Regions from separate parts of the Rattus norvegicus genome. Here region 1 is linked to region 2. A link is a contact called in public HiChIP or PLAC-seq data. All regions are on one chromosome and are shown on one strand. Each heading gives the region's core, a stretch centred on a gene start, on an enhancer-like site or on the middle of the called end of the contact. The rest is flanking DNA. Distances are from core to core; before and after follow the strand shown. Region 1 has its middle 240 kb from the start of Pabpc6. Region 2 has its middle 120 kb from the start of Qki.

Region 1 (3,135 bases), core at 148-2,647, 290 kb before region 2:
AACATGGCGCTGAATTTCCATCCTGCGATTCAGCTTCCTTGTGGCATTGTCTTCTCTCTCTCTTCATCGTGGTGTTAGAAACTGGGCTCATGCTAGAGGGTCCACAAAGGTCTCAGCAGCCTACGCCATACTGGGCTTGCTTAGAAAGAGCTAGAACCTCTTGGAGGTAGTAGCTCTGGTTCTGAGTGGAGCAGAGAAATCATGGTTCTGGGCTCTCCTGGGAGTTCAGAACCTCATGAGATTAGACCACATCTTGGTGTGTTCAGTATTTGCAAAGAAAGAAAATGCTCGCTCTCTCTCTCTCTCTCTCTCTCTCTCTCCCCCCTTCCCCCCACCTCGGTGTGTGTCTATCTCTCTGTCTACTTCTCTCTATGTCTCTCTGTCTGTCTCTATCATTGTCTCTGTCTCTCTGTGTCTCTGTCTCTCTCCTCAGCTATATTCATATACTTCAAGTAAATCAGACAAGTAACTAAAGCCCTTCAATATCACACTCCAATGTCATAATCACACTTCCAGGGCCTTGGCATACTGGGGTCACAGGAAGCCACAGCTTTGAAGTTGGCTTGGTCTCTATTCAAGTGAACTGTCTTCAGCCCAGAAGCCCCGTTTTGCACCATGCATGAACACCTGCTGGGTTTTGGTGGTGGTGGCTGGTCTCAGGGCTGTACTCTGTTTTGAATGTTTCCTTTCTAAATTGACCTTTTGTCTGGTTAATTCTTGAGCTGCTTTTCTTTTTCTTAGGACACATCATCAAACAGTTGAGTCAATTCGGTTTTGTTTTGTTTTTTGGAAAGAGTTTCTGTCTTTTCAACATGCTGTTTACCCAATTTTTTTCTTTTGTAGTTTCCTTTTATGGTTTTCCCTGGCTTATTATAAAACTTTCTTTCCCCTTTGTCTTTGTTGGTGTCTCATTTGAAAGCATTTCTGGGGCTTTAAAAGAATAAATTTGAACATTGTGTAGAACTTGGTACTTAACTGTATGCCCAGGGTGGTTGAACAGTGAGCCTTTCAGTTTGAAGAATTTCCAAAATGGGCTTATATACATAACTTTTTTTTTAATGAATGAACTGTATACGTAGTTCTGCTCCAAACAATAGAGAGGAAGTAGGAGGAGCTTCGGTTCCTTCACTAGAGAATGCTACTTTTCAAGTTTTAGTAGATAGATCATTGGCTAGAGAAGAAATAACAAAGAGAGTTGGGAAATGGGGTTTAAATGTATAGAACTGGTCACGGATCGGTACCTGCCCCTAATATACATGGCTGATCTGAACACACTTGGCTGTCCCTTGGGCATATGGTTGAACCTAAAGGATAGATATCTCTGACCTAACACATATAGCCAATCCTGATATATGTAGTCACTTCTAAGGCAAAGATTAGGCATTAGGGCTTTGCTTCTGGTCTGAATGCTTACTGCTTTCTCTAACTGTATGAATGAGCTTATAAACAAAGAAGCCAACTGCTGATGTGTAAACCATGCTATAGAGGTGAGGCTCATAAAAGTTCCTAACTCCTCACCTCCTGGGTGCTAGTGTAGAAGACTGTGTACTTTCCTGGAAGACAGACAAGCAAACATTTAAAAATAACTCCGAATGGCGGATCAAGAATAAGAGGTCACTGGATAGACTGTACCCAGCTATGAACAAGCAGGCTCATTGTGACCCCGCAGAGCCAGCCTCTGCCTCTAGACCAGCCAAGCTCTGATGTGTTAAATGTGTGTGGGGAGAGCTCGTCCTTCCCGGCAAGACAGCTGCTGTGAGTGCCAAGTGACCCAACAAGGTGCCAACTGCCAACTGGGTACACTCCAAAGCCACATCTCCTACCAGCCAGCAGTGACCTACTGAGCCCAGAAAGAACAGCTTTGAGAACGGAAGAGAGGGCTTCCAAAAGGATGCTTCTGTCCTGAACAAGAGAACTCTCCAGGTCTATTCAGACAGTTCCCAACTGAGCCACTGCCACATCCCCACAGTTTTGCTTCATAGATGAGGCACACACTGGATTCCTCCTTTACCCGGAACAGATTAATCAACATTAGTTCCCGTAGGACTGGCTCCCAGCCTCTCCAATCAATAAAAAAATACTGGACAGTAAGATCTTCTCTCAAAAATAAAATTAAATACGGTCTATTTGCATTTCCTGAGATACCCAAACCATTTAGGCTACAAAGAAAACTGATGAAATAGTTTTAAACTATGGCTTGTAACTGCGGACCAGCTATGCTTATGCAGTAATCTCTCAGGTCAAAAAGAGAAACACGTTTTAAACTTGAGATGAAACACCATTTCTTGGAAAAGCATTATTTTATTTTATTTTATGTTCATTGGTGTTTTGCCTGTATGCACGTCTGTGTGGGGATGTCAGATCCCCTGGAACTAAGTTACAGGCAGTTGTGACTTGCCATGTGGTTGCTGGGAGTTGAACCCAGGTCCTCTGAAACAGCAGCTGTGCTCTTAACCGCTGAGTCACCCTGTCTAACCCCTGGGAAAGGATCTTTAACTTTCAATATTTTGTTTAAGCATTGCTAGGAACAGTTGAGTGCTAATAGCCTTTATTCACAGAAAGCAAATTATGCATCTAACCCTGTTCAATTCAGATAGGAAGAGGAGAGCACTGTCTTTTGCTTCCGGTCCCAGGATGGACAGCTCAAACTCATTGTCCCATCATACAACATATGAGGACAGCATGTGCCAGGCTGGTTTTACACTGAAAAAGACAGAGGCTCAGAGACACTAATGATTTGCTCAAAGCCACACAGCTACACAGTAGAGCAGCTGGGGCTTGCCTGGGGCCTCCCAGAGGCCACCTTATTTAAACTCCCAATCACTCAGAGACTACTCCAAGAACTTGCATAATCCTCAGAGTAAGGATAGGACCATCTTTAAATAAACAGCTAAAGCCATTCAATTAAATTCATATAAAGTACTATGAAATCAGAAATGAGGGTGGATTAATTTTTTTAAGTCATCTAAAGAATTGTGATCCAAAACACTTGATCATAGAGCTTTTGGCTGCCCCAGTTCATTCAATCCTGGGTGTTTGTGAGCAGTAGACTGTCCTTGCTAGATCCTGGAGGCTTAATAGCCAAGGTCAAGATTCTATTCTATCGGGTCTGGTGTTCCTCACAGCTGGCTGTCC
Region 2 (3,184 bases), core at 145-2,644:
TCTTCCTCTCTCTCTCTCCCCCTCTCTCCCTCCCTCTCTCTCTCCTCTCTCTCTCCCTCTCTCCCTCCCTCTCTCTCTCCTCTCTCTCTCTCCCTCTCTCTCTGTCTCTCTCTCTCTTTCTCCCTCTCTCTCTCTTTCTCTCTTCCTCTCTCTCTCTCTCTCTCTCTCTTCCTCTCTCTCTCCCCCCCTCTCCCTCCCTCTCTCTCTCTCTCTCCCTCTCTCTCTCTCCTCTCTGAGCTGTTGCTACAGTGGTCTCATCACCAAGTATGCATCTTACTGGCCCCAGATGATGCTCAGAAGGCAGCTAGAACTCTACTTCAATGAAGTTCTTCAACTTTGAAGACTTGGGTGCCAACAGAATGTTGGAAGGCAACAGTCATCTGGGCAAGTGATGGAAGCCTGAGAGATGCTTGGCTTCCTTCACTCAGAGGCACGTCCTGCCCTGGAGCGCACTGTGTTGTTGGAGACTGGGAAGAATTGGCAACTTCTTAGCCTGTGGACTTGATAACAGGTCTTAGAAGGCCTATGGCTCTATGGCTTAAAGGTTGATATTGTCATTGAATCTGATGATCATACCCTACTAGCTACATGCTTGATGTCACTGGTCATACCCATGCCTCCTCCTCATTAAGACTGGAAAGCATTGTTCACAATACATGTTCCCCTTCTCTCCAAGGCATGATGAGGGAACCAACTGTGAGCACCTGATTCCACCTAAGAGCACTACCCTTCCATTTCGCTATAACCTGAGAATCAAATGCTGAACAGGCATGCTCTGTGTTAATCACATGCTCACAGCCATATCAGAGCCAGACAGAAAATGAGGAGGCTGACGGGGAAAGAACGGGCCAGGATAAAGCCAAAATTGCTACTGAGAAAACCCCAAGAAGAGTAGAGGCTGGGGGCCCTGCAGGAAGCTGGCACAGTGAGAAGCTGTACTCCACATAAGGCCAAATTAAATGATGTCTTTTATAAAATTGCTTTGGTCATGGTGTTTTATCACAGCAATTGGAAAGTAAGATTCTCCTCACATTGTTTTTGGTCAGGGTGTTTCATCAGCACAGAATGAAACTAGAACAAAGGTCAAACAGAAAACAACAACAACGGAATGATGGTTGGGAACTGTGAATAAAACATGAGAGATCCTTAAATCTCTGTGGCCCTGTTAGTTCTCATCCATGACAAAAACTGAACTTCTGATACTAAAGAAAGAAGGGTAGCAACAGGAAAGCCTGCCCTTCCAGGAACAAAGCACGGACCTGTTACCTAGGAAGACACCGATCCGCCTGTCATCTGGATCTCACTTAGAGAGCTCTATTTCATGCTACAGAGTGGTGCTATTCAGTTTCTTCCCCAGGGTGAGAGAAATGGGGCAACCATTCTACAGACACTCATAAGCAGCAGCCAAACTTTCATGGAGAGCCACCACGCAGACACGAAGAGTATCACACCAACTCCAGAAGCACGCCAGTGTGCCTTGATTAATAATGCCATTTTGAGGACCAAATTAGAAACTAAGTGACATGGAGTGGCTTGAATATGAATTGGTTCCCGGTTGGCGGCTCGGCTTTCAGAGTTTGTGAGACCTTTGGGAAGCAGGGGATAGCAGTGAGACTGTGCCATGTTGTCCTCCTGTTCTAAGGGTGCTGATCCTCAAGGGCAGGCACGAGTTGTTGATTGTTGGGAGTGGGCAAGCCATGGTCTGTTAAAGGGTTCATGACCTTACTGCATAACACCAACATCTTAACCCCTGTCCCCATGAAAGCAACCAATCCTTTTCAAATCTACTCCTCAAAAGGCATCAATACTTTCTCCTCAGGTGTGAGAAGAAAAAATTGCCATTCTTTATTATTATTATTATTATTATTATTATTATTATTATTAATTGATGAAGGTGGAGATGAAGAAGAAGACGATGATGATGTACAGTGTTTTGTCTCATTACAGATGGTTGTGAGCCACCATGTGGTTGCTGGGAATTGAACTCAGGACCTCTGGAAGAGTCGACAGTGCTCTTAACCTCTGAGCCATCTCTCCTGCCCAAAAATGTGCCATTCTTTAAAATGTTTATAAATTAAAAATAAAGAAAAACTTCTCATATTGTAACCTGGCTCCTGGTTTCTAAGTCTGAATCTCAAGGAAAGAGCATAAAAATACATCCAGAGTCCAACTGCAGAGCCCTCCACCCCAAGGGCCCTCTTGGAATTGTTTGGTGTGCCGAGCTTTCTCAGTTTCATCTCTAAAGGACCTCTGGATTGGACAAGACTCTTTTCTTTACCTGACAACAGACAGAAGTCAGGCTTGGCGATCAGAGGGACCCTGTGTATCAGTTCAAGAGGGAAGATTCTAAACCTCACTTAGCAGAGCCAGAGCGGGTCACAGGCGCTGCTCCATGGAGGCGGCGCTATTGAGGACTCACAGGAAATGAATCCCCATCCACGTGCTTACTACCTGCTGTTCATATCAAGGGGACTAAGATTCAAACTGGAAGAAAACACATGCAGTTACAGAATAGGTCCTTATTAATACTGCTTCCTGTGTGCTGTGAGAAGCTAACTAGCTTACTATTTGCCTCAGTATGTTTCCATTTCCCTCTGCCTCCAATCATTCTATTAAAAGTTTCTCCTTTGAAATTGTTTCTGTGCATACACACGTGCTATTTCACACAATATACAAACACTATTTTTTTTTAACCATTCTTCACTCATTCATGCTTCTTTGTCTCACCAGTGGAGACAGAATGACATCACCATTCAGCAGTGCTCACACCTTAACCCTAGATTCCCGACTGCTACCTTACAGCACCAAATGGACTTTGCAGATGGGATTCCTTCAGGTAATCTGCACTGGGAGATTATTCCACAGCATCCAATGGACTCAATATCATTACTAAGGTCTTAATAGGAGGGAGGCAGGAGGGTCAGAGTCAGAGAGAATAAAACAGGAAGATGCCAAGCCTTGTATCAACCATACTGGCTCTAAAGGAGGCCAGCTTCTCATCTCTAGAGCGAAAGACAATATGACAATAGCCATAAGAAACGAATACTCTCTCTCAATTATCTGCCCACTTCTCATGAAACCATGTGTCCTAGATTCCTAATAGTCAACTGGAGCCATCTGGTAAGGGTCTTAATTGAGAAATTTCTCAGATAAAATTAGTCTATGGGCATGCCTGTTGGGGCTA

Evidence for each region. HiChIP or PLAC-seq counts read pairs in DNA pulled down with a chosen protein or histone mark.
Region 1: a contact with region 2 is called in an H3K27ac HiChIP or PLAC-seq map of oligodendrocytes, with 5 times the contacts expected there. The contact joins two enhancer-like sites. A contact is called at or near these places in 2 of 12 Hi-C or Micro-C datasets (Schwann cells and frontal cortex) and 1 of 1 datasets of contacts at active chromatin or transcription factors (oligodendrocytes).

Annotation. Positions count from the first base shown.
Region 1 is chr1:53,349,488-53,352,622 of GRCr8, reverse strand. No RefSeq gene overlaps it. Among named protein-coding and RNA genes, the nearest start is that of Pabpc6, 240 kb to the left of the region's middle. Within about 2 kb of position 1,397, at least 42 of the 93 cell types and tissues checked have an H3K27ac peak or open chromatin away from gene starts, as enhancers often do.
Region 2 is chr1:53,058,546-53,061,729 of GRCr8, reverse strand. No RefSeq gene overlaps it. Among named protein-coding and RNA genes, the nearest start is that of Qki, 120 kb to the right of the region's middle. Within about 2 kb of position 1,394, at least 1 of the 93 cell types and tissues checked has an H3K27ac peak or open chromatin away from gene starts, as enhancers often do.